Regions from separate parts of the Sus scrofa genome. Here regions 1 and 2 are each linked to region 3. Evidence: chromatin contacts called from public HiChIP or PLAC-seq data. All regions are on one chromosome and are shown on one strand. Each heading gives the region's core, a stretch centred on a gene start, on an enhancer-like site or on the middle of the called end of the contact. The rest is flanking DNA. Distances are from core to core; before and after follow the strand shown. Region 1 holds the start of PRKAR1A (protein kinase cAMP-dependent type I regulatory subunit alpha). Region 2 overlaps RGS9 (regulator of G-protein signaling 9). Region 3 holds the start of AMZ2 (archaelysin family metallopeptidase 2).

What was found. HiChIP or PLAC-seq counts read pairs in DNA pulled down with a chosen protein or histone mark.
Region 1: a contact with region 3 is called in an H3K27ac HiChIP or PLAC-seq map of alveolar macrophages. The contact joins the promoter of PRKAR1A here to the promoter of AMZ2 in region 3. A contact is called at or near these places in 1 of 5 promoter capture datasets (fetal skeletal muscle), 2 of 47 Hi-C or Micro-C datasets (liver and skeletal muscle) and 1 of 2 datasets of contacts at active chromatin or transcription factors (alveolar macrophages).
Region 2: a contact with region 3 is called in an H3K27ac HiChIP or PLAC-seq map of alveolar macrophages. The contact joins the enhancer-like site here to the promoter of AMZ2 in region 3. A contact is called at or near these places in 2 of 5 promoter capture datasets (fetal skeletal muscle and skeletal muscle), 10 of 47 Hi-C or Micro-C datasets (embryonic fibroblasts, fetal heart ventricle, fetal skeletal muscle and 4 more) and 1 of 2 datasets of contacts at active chromatin or transcription factors (alveolar macrophages).

The regions. Positions count from the first base shown.
Region 1 is chr12:11,678,952-11,682,085 of Sscrofa11.1, forward strand. It overlaps PRKAR1A (protein kinase cAMP-dependent type I regulatory subunit alpha), which reads right to left and starts at 1,758. Exons shown (of 11, transcript NM_214026.1): 1 at 1,691-1,758.
Region 2 is chr12:12,049,365-12,052,617 of Sscrofa11.1, forward strand. The region is part of intron 9 of RGS9 (regulator of G-protein signaling 9); the gene reads left to right. Among named protein-coding and RNA genes, the nearest start is that of RGS9, 36 kb to the left of the region's middle. Within about 2 kb of position 1,722, at least 31 of the 83 cell types and tissues checked have an H3K27ac peak or open chromatin away from gene starts, as enhancers often do. A contact at or near this core is called in alveolar macrophages, retroperitoneal adipose tissue and subcutaneous adipose tissue, where this site is marked.
Region 3 is chr12:11,893,414-11,896,290 of Sscrofa11.1, forward strand. It overlaps AMZ2 (archaelysin family metallopeptidase 2), which reads right to left and starts at 1,598. Exons shown (of 9, transcript NM_001243604.1): 1 at 1,554-1,598; 2 at 1,002-1,094; 3 at 612-701; 4 at 1-81. The coding sequence starts at 81.

The DNA.
Region 1 (3,134 bases), core at 508-3,007, 210 kb before region 3:
AGACTAATTAACAGACCATGACAAAGTCTGTAGCTCCCTGAGGAGCACATAAATTACAAGTCATAGAAAAAGAACCATGATACTTGAGAAATAAACACTCCAAAACACAAAAATGTTCCGTGACCCTAGGATAGATTTATACCAGCCACTTTTCCAGCTCAGACAGCCAGACTGAGAATCCACTTCAATAGAATTTTCTGCATTTGAAAAAATACTGAAAACCCCCAAGAACAATGATAAATCACATCTTTTTATGCTTCAAAACATTCAGGCATGTTTCAGGAATATCAATACATGTATTCATGTATTCATTTAACCAGACAAATCACTCAGATCAAGTCTGTAGTAGAAATGAGAGAACTGGGTCTAAGAGGTGAAATGGGTTTTTTGTTCGCAATGTATTAAAAAGACCAAAAAGACGACATTGGAAATAAGATCACATATTAACAAAAATGTCCCAGGATTTATGCCGTCTCCGTGTGAAGCCCTGAATATCCATAATTTATGGTCTTAATACTTTTAATTGAATACAACCTACATTAATTCTGTACTTGTACTTAATTTTAAGAGCCTAACAATTTAGCTTTAGCTTCCCTCGCCATCCAATTATTGCACTGCTTTAAAACGTGCACTGCATCGTCTCTACAAATCAGAACACACTCAGATTCTTTCTTTTCAAAATTCGGTTGTGATAAAACGCAGCTTCAAAACGATTACGTGCGAGGAAATATTGATAACGCTCTGAGAAACTTGCTGATTCAGACCGCAGACCCTCAGACCAGCCAGGAACACCTCCTTGGGGTCATCCCGAGGGAGTGTTAGCTTTCCTTCCTCTGAGAAAAACACCAACCTCCTAGGAACCTCTCAAGTAGTTAAGTCTTTTGGCATCGCGTCTGCACTGAGCTGGAGGGGTTAATAGGTACCGCATATTTTTCGAGAGGAAGGACAGGAAAAGTGCCCTTCTCTTATGCCACAGTCATGGCCACAAAATGAAGAGGCCGACCCTTCATCCTACGCTAGTCGGAAGGCCACAGTGGTGGCAAGGAGATCTCGGGGGGGGGGGGGGAGCGACGGGGGGGAATCGGGAAAGGGAGGGAGGTGAAAGGGGACAAAAGGAAATTCAGGAGCCAGGCCAGCATCATCGTGGGGGCGGTAATCTCAGAAAGGAGAGGAAAAGCGATTGCGGGAGATGACAAGGAAGAGAACGGGGAAGAGGAAAACAAGAGCTGCCTAGTCTCAAGACAGGCCAGAAACGGTGGAGGGGACGCGCGGGGGCGGGGGGGGGACGACGGCGGATTCCGGGGAAATCAAGCCGTTGTCCTTCAGGAAATGGGGGAGGGCGAGCGCGAAGGCCGCGGCGCGCGGGGGCGGAGGCGGCGGGGGCGCGATGGCCGCCGAGGCCCGGGGGCCCGAAGGCCGCGGAGTGGGGGAGTGAGCGGGAGCAGGGTGGCTGGGAAGCCCTGCTCCGGAGCAGACGCCCGGGAGGCCTTGGAGGTGCAGACTCCCGGCCGGGGGCGCGGCCCCGGGCGCGAGGCCTGCGGGGAGGCGCCCGCCGGGGAGGGGCAGGGGGTGCGGCCGTCCCCCTGCAGGTCGCTCCCCGTGACGCCATCTTGGATCGGTCCAGCGCCCCCAAACGGGCGGCGGGGCGGCGAAGCTGGCCGCACTGAGGCCCTCCGCCGACCCCACTCACCTGGGGACAGACGGCGGCGGGCACGGGATTACCGGTGTGAGGTGACGGCTTGCTGAGCTCCCTCAGCGTTTCCCTCCCAGCCCGGCTGCACACAGCGATAGCGGCTCCGCGGCGACTCCACCGGAAACGGCTAGCCACAGCCAATCAACGCCCGGCTGCTGACGTCAATGCGCCTCGCTCTGGCCAGAGCCGTTGCCTTGGCAACCTTAAAGGTGCAGCGGGGCCCCGTCCGCCCCCGCCGCTCCTTGAAGGACCCTCGCCTCTCCTCTCTAGGAGCGTTCCTTTTCTGCTTTTTTGTCTTACATCGTCCCTCATCTGCACCCTTTCCCCACGCTTGCCTTTTGTCTCTCCCCCACTCTCTCTAGCCTGGGGCTCTCCTCCTCTGTTCACCTGCCGCCCCTTACCTGTTCCTCTCTGGACGCCTCAGGTCCCCTTTATTCTTCTGCTCTTCGCTCCTTCTCTGAGCGACTATCGGGAGCTCCCCTCTCCTCCTCCTCTTCTCTCTTCTCCTCCCACCCTCACTCCTACCTCCCTCGCCGCCTCGGCCTTTTCTCCCTCCCCTCAACCCCCTTCCCCCACCCAGGCCAGCCCACTTAGGGAGTCTCGGATGACAGGTGGGCGACTCCGCCCAGTGGCCCCTGCCGGAGGGGGACGTTGGGCGGGGGAGGGGAGATTCCAGCCGTTTCCAGGCCCAGGAGGAGGTGGCCGCCCCCGGCGGATCCGCAGCAGCTGCGCCACTGGCCAAACGCGGGCGGATGCCGAGATGCGCACGCCCCGCCGCGCATCCTGTGCTCCGCCAGCACCGCGCGGGCCTCCGGCCTCCGGCCCGCCATCCGGTCCAGGAAATCTGAGCCCCGCCAACTGTCTGCTTGGCAGATAGGACTGCTCTCCCCTCCCGGGGTGCTGTCGTCAGTGGAGGCCACCCAGGCCCCATGGGCACAAAATGCTGGAAAGGACTTTGTCAAGGTCCAAGAGAGGCCTGAGTCTTTCTAGAACCTGAAATGCCCCCCATCCTCGCACCTGACCCCGCACGGTGAGAAGTACAAAAGTGCAGATGGGCACAAACCCTCCATGACCACACAAGAAATCTCAACTGCCCGCAAAAACTGCATTAATCAGGGATGAAGGAGGAAGAAGTGGGGGAACGGCTTCTTTGCTGCTTCGGCCATTTTTTTTTCCATCACTGAATCTGTCCGTGGATAAAGGGGGTGCAGGGGACAGTTTCAGACATATAAAATCGCCAGATGAATAAAGGAGGCCCTTGGAACACATGTATCCTCGTGTCTGGCTGGTACCTGTTGTACTCGGGTTATATACTCTAGGATGTATGTATAAAATATACCATGGGTTTAACACAATACCCCCCCAAAAAAAACCTCTCATAAATATCTCATTAATAATTTGTATACTGATTCCAGGTCAAAATCATAATAATTTTGGATAC
Region 2 (3,253 bases), core at 472-2,971, 160 kb after region 3:
CATCTAGAATGGTATCTGGTGTGTAGACACGCCACAGTCAGCATCCTTGTTATAACTGTCACCATGCTGCCAGAGAGAGGCTTTATGGGGCTCCATAGCCCCTAGACCCTGTTTTGGGGAGCCGTACTCAGCCAGTTTCCTCCGTCCTTATACCCGCTCGTACGTCTGCCCTGGTTGGAGGCAGAGAGAGGAAGGTACACAGGGATTTCAACCTCCCTGCCTGGTCCATCACCAGCTGGTGAGAACAGCGCTGTTTACTCTGGTGGCCGGTGAAAGGTAGAAATATGGCTTAAGCACCGTGCTTGGCAGAGCCCTCAGCCTGGAGCCTTCTGTGAGTGACAGCCCCACTCCCACCAACTGGGCACAAACAGCGTTCTTCCTGTGGCTCCTTTGTGACCAGTCGTGGCTGGAGTTGGGGTGGCGCTCAGAGGGTGGCCTGTGGACAATGCCCCGAGGGTCAGGGCTCGAGGAAGACCCACAGCAGCAGTGTTGTCAGCGTCTCTGTTTCGTAGCTGAGGAGGCAGGTGGAAGGTGTAGGCAGCTCCTCCAGGACACACGTCTCGGGACTGGGAAAGCCAGGTTTGAACCTCAGCTGCAGGTGCCTGAGCCCGCTCCGTACCCCACTTGTGTGTCCTAATGTCCCTGATTCGGCCTCTGGAAACTGTTGGATGTCACTCAGTTCTCACGGCAGCTTGATAAGAGAAGGCATATCGGTTCCATTTAAAATTTTTATTTGTGTATTTATTTATTTATTCATTCATTCATTCCCAGGCTAGGGGTCGACTCGGAGCTGTAGCCACTGGCCTATACCGTAGCTCATGGTAACGCCGGATCCTTAACCCATTGATCAAGGCCAGGGATCGAACCTGCATCCTCATGGATACTAGTCAGGTTCTTAACTCACTGAGCCACAATGGGAACTCCCCAGTTCTGTGTTTCAGGGGACAAAACGGAAACAGAGAGAGGGAGCCGATGGCCCGGGCTGGGCTGGCCAGGGGTCCCTTAGCTTCTCCTTTACACACCTCCCCTCCCAGACCGCGTCCTCGGCTCTTGCACTCCGTGCTCGTGCTCGATTTCCTGGCAGGGGACATGTCCTCACATGCCCAGCAGGCCCCACACATGGCGTTATGTCTTTGTTGTCCTAAAAAAAACCCTGACTACGGCTTTTGGGACCCGCAGCCCTGCATTTTCAAGTTGCCCTGAGCTCTGGAAGCCGTGGGGTCAGTCCCACCTCCACCTGATCAGGAAGGAGGACGTGGCAGGACAGAGACTTACTTTGATGACCACAGCCCGGAATTCTTGTCTCCGTGGACAGCCGCCCCCCCCCCCCCCCCCCCCGCCGCCACACAACCCCCGCTTTTCCTGTCAGCTCTCTGCACTGACCACTCAGCACGCAATTTCCGGGTCTCTGGCTTTTGACCCCCTCTCTGCTCCCAGCCCCAGTTCCTCGTGGTCCTCCCCGCCTTGCCTTTCACCCTGGGGCTGGCCCGGCCCTTGCCTGCGCATCCGCAGAGGTTCCTGGCCACCCGTTCTCAGGGCCCCTCCTTGCTCCTCTCCTGGGCTCCCGCGCTCCTGTCCGTAGTAACCCCTGGGGTCTCACAGGGCACAGCCCTGACCCCCTCGTGCCCTGTAACAATTGCCTGCAGCCTGCATCCGGGGCTCAGGGCTGGCCAGCTGGTCACCACAGAGCTGTGCAAACAAGCGCTGGATGTGTCCCTATTTGGGCAACGCTGCAAGTGAAAAATAATAAGTTAGAATCCCAGGAATGCAGAGTATTTGAAGATCCCTTAGGGAGAGTGCTCCTTCTGCAGCAAAGTGTGTCACTGGGGCGAAGGACAAGGAAGTGACTTTCCTCCAGGAGCGCCAAGCGCTGAGAAAGTTGGGGCTTGTGCGTGAAAGCTAGGGCGAAAGGAAGGTTTCTTTCTCATTTCAGCATTCCTCGAGTTGCTTAGAAATGTGCGTGGGCATGTTTTTAGTAACTTTGCTTTACTGTTTCTTAGGGCTTTTGGCTGAGTAATAAGATTATCAAGAGTCGGTCTGTGAGATCTAACAAATACAATACAGGGTGCCCTGTTAAATTTAAATTTCAGATAACAGGGAATCAATCTTGTTGGTATGAATATGTCCCCAGTGTTGCACAGGCATCCTGTATTTTTTCTTGCAACTGGGCTGAAGCATCTTCTCAGCAGCATATGAACCTTCATCCATAGCCAGGGTGCACTGGGTCCCTGCTCTATGCCAGTCTTTTAGGTCCTGTTATGTCACTCAGTCCCCCCATTTTCTATTTCATTTTACAAGTGAGAAAACACAAGCTCTGAGATACTAAATAACTCATCCAAAGTCCTGTGGCCTATAAGTGACAAAACCACAATTTTGACCTTTCTGACCCCAAAATCAGAAAAAAAAAATACTTTTTTTTTTTTTTGGTCACGCCCAGGGCATATGGAAGATCCCTGGCCAGGCCAGGGATAGAATTCAAGCTGCAGCTGCGACTGTGCCACAGCTTTGGTAACTCCGGATCCTTTAACCCACTGAGCAAGGCCGGGGATTTGAACCTACATCTCTGCAGTGACCCGAGCCCCTGCACTCGGGTTCTTAACCCACTGTACCACAGCAGGAACTCCTCAATACTCTTTCCTAAAACTACCCTGACTCCATCACATTCTCTCTCTGTCTTTCAGAAAAGCCCAGAACCCTCTCCCCCACTGCCCAGATACACATACACGCACACTCCTAAAAGGACAGAGACACCCTGTTTGTCAGTCTATGGGAAGCAGGTCTCATGAACAGCCATTTTTAAAGCTAGAAATAAATGCTAAAATCCATGTGGACAATCCAGGATGCTCTAGGGCAAGCTCCTAGACCCAACCCAATCCGCTGCAGCCTGATTCCCAGAAGGCAGCTGATAATTTTGAAAATCAGAAAACCAACTCAGAGCTCTAGAAAGATAATAAAGTCAAGAAGTGAAATAAAACATAAAACGTAAAAAAAACCTGAAGCCTGAGTTCATGGCCCCAGAAATAAACATCTCAGGTCAAAGTCAGACCACACCAGACAGACCTGCAGTGAGTGTGCGGGCGGCTGGTTTGCAAGGACAGCGCCCCGTGGAGCCCAGAGCAGGTGCGACAGACTGAGAGGCTGTTTGTCCGCTTAGGATCCCCCTAGTTGGAGAGCACTGGTCCACAGGAATTTTCGTCTGGGGGCCTGGGCGCTTGGAAGGAGGGTGTCTATGGAGCCGCCCGCTGGGCACAGG
Region 3 (2,877 bases), core at 348-2,847:
CTCGTACTGTGCCACCAGCGCTGGGTTCTTTGAGATGAGAACTGTTTTTAGTGTCTGTTCAGAGTGTCGTACTATTTGCATCTACCAGAAAGACACAAGGAGTCAAATATAAAATGCAGCTCCATACTGGTGACTTTACCTCTCCTCCACATATAGCTCTCATTTCTCCCCAGAGTGGAATGACGGATCAATTGATTGCTAATGCCCTGGAGTGATCACACCCAACTACTGTTTGCTCTCCCCATTTCTAACCCATTTCTTGGGGAGGGTCTCTGAAAGAGAGAGGAGAAAATCATGAAATTCATTCCTCCATCCCTTAGGGAACCTGCTCCTCTTATAACAACCAGTGGTAACCATAAGACACGGCCTGATTCCCCCTTTCCTTCTGTCATTTGGGGAAGAGTAACAATGTTATGAATTGACTCATTACAGCCACATGAAAAGTACTCATCCTTTCTAATGTGACTCAAAGAGGTCCAGGAAGAAACAAAAAGAGAACTAATGCAAACCCTGCCGGCTGATAACACAGATCAGCCCCGTTGAAGTTTACTGTCTCAAGGTCATGTCACCCCAGGAAAGACATCAGGTGACTAATCAAAGGCCAGACTTACAATGACAGGCTGCTTCCATTCACATCATGTTCCTATGAACTGATCTCATCCTTCCGTTTGAATGGGTGAACCAGCTGCCCCGCCACGAGGCTTTTTGAGTGAGGAAAGGAAAAAAACAGATATCATCCACTGGAACCTATATTTTATAACTATCCAGGCTTTTCCAGTTTAATGAAAGACAACTGATGGGAAATTTTAACCTAATGGCTGTTCTGGCTGGACATCTGAATTCTGGGGTTCCAGAGTGAGGAAGAAATTCCAAAACAAAGATCTCTATTGTCAGAGCTCTCCCGGGAGCAGAGAAACCTCGCTGCTCCACAACTGAGCTGAAATCTGACTTCTACAGCACAAAATAGCAAGCAAGATGTGCCCTCCTGTATTTCTACATACCTTTAGGGAGAGGAAGGATCCCATTGAAGTTTTTGCCTCACAAGGACAGGCATGTCGGGGCCTGGTGGGAAACTTGTGTGGGGGGCCTTCACCCTGATAGTAAAAAGGCAGGGTGAACGGTCAGGAGGCCTCCTGTGGCCTCCCAGGTCTGCTCTGGGTGGCGGGGGGGAGGCAGATGGGGGTCACTTCAGTGGGATGGAGGCCTGTAAAGCTGTCCGTGTTCTAACCAGCACGTCCCAGGTGAAGCGGGGCAAGTTGCCTATAGCAACTCGCAGATTGGGCTCGGCCGTGCAAGGGCGACCCGGACCACGGCTGGGGGCGGAGTGGGGATCCCAAGGGGACTCTCGCTTCGCCTTTTCCACCCAAGGAAGGCCCAGCCTAGTTCCCCGGAGACACCCCGCCCCCGCTGTCCTCCCGGCTTCCGCCGCAGGCTGCTCCTCCCACATCCTCATCCCTCCCCACCGACCGCGACAGTCGCCATCCTCTACAGGCAAGAATGCCCGGCTAGGAGGGCCCGGCCCGGCTCTGACGGCTCCCCCGCACTATCCTCACCCCTCCAGGCGTAGACACCGCCCGCCTGCCTCCCGCGGCGGCCCTGCGCGCCCGCTCACCGCACGCGGCGCCGCGCCACGCCCCTTCGACGGACGCCCCGCCCACCACACGCCGCTCGGTTCCGTCGCGCCCCGCCCCGCCCCGCCGCACGGGCCCGTCTCGCGGGAGCCAATCCCGTGGCCGCCACTGTTCTCGCGACCTAGAGCGGAGCAGGGTCACTAGGGGGCGACGGGGCGCCCAGATCCGTCCCCATGCTCGCCCTTTTCGGCCTCGCCCTCGCAGAAGCGCCGCTCCCAGCCTCTAAAGGGCTGGTCTCCTACCATGCTGGGGCGGGGCGGCCGCGTCCCGGGATTTGCTGGTTTGTCAATGTGCTCAGCGGGCCGTGGGTTTGAGAAGCGCCCTCGACGTGACTAGTTCAACCAGGCGGTTCCAAAATAAATCAGCCGTGGCCACAGGCTGACGCACAGCCTCGGCGCGTGCTCCCAGCTGTCGTCACCCTTTATCTGGTGGCAGCCTCTGCAGCCACTGGGGCGTGGGGGTGCAGCGAGTGGCAGGCGGCGCGGAGGCGGTGTCCGAGACCCGTGGCACTAGCAGGATTTCCGCTTCACCCAGGGATGCGTCCCTTGGCCTCTCACGAGTGCTGAAAGGGCCAAAATGCGTGTGCCAAAAAGATGTTGGGAAGAAGAAAGGGGCGCCTTCGGGCTTTGCTACTGAACTGGCCCTGTGGCCTTGGAGACGCAGTTGAACGTCTCTGGGTCTCGAGGTTCACTGTAGAGGATGAGAAGAGAGAGCTCTGATCCGTGAGGCCCCCCTTCAGCCCTGGGAAGTTGAGGGTTCCCATGACCCACTCCTGTTCTGCCCCCTCATGCAACCAGCGCTCATTCGTGTAGATATTAGGACACGCTCAGTACTAGAGAAGGAATGGGGACCCACTCGATCATGTGGGTCTCCAGCTGACTTCCAAACAAGCCCAGCCACCTCCTACACCCTCCTTTGTCTCCAACTCAGTTCATTCTTCCCCAGGTTTATCCCATGCTCACCACCCTGCCTATCCCAGCAGCTCCCTGCAGAGGAACCCTGGGCAAGACCTATTCCTTTCAAACCTGATTCCTCAGACTTCCACCTTTTTACATGGATTCTCTTCCAACATCTCAACTTAAAGGACACCCAGCTTTCTTCCCAGGGCATCACTTCTCTCCCAACCTTCACTCAGAAATACTCCTAAATTCGGTTTTTCATTTCCAAGCCGCTGTCCTACCCCTGCAAAGCAATCTCTGTTCTGCTGAAGTTCAGGCCATTTTACCAGACTCGAGTTTTTCTTCAT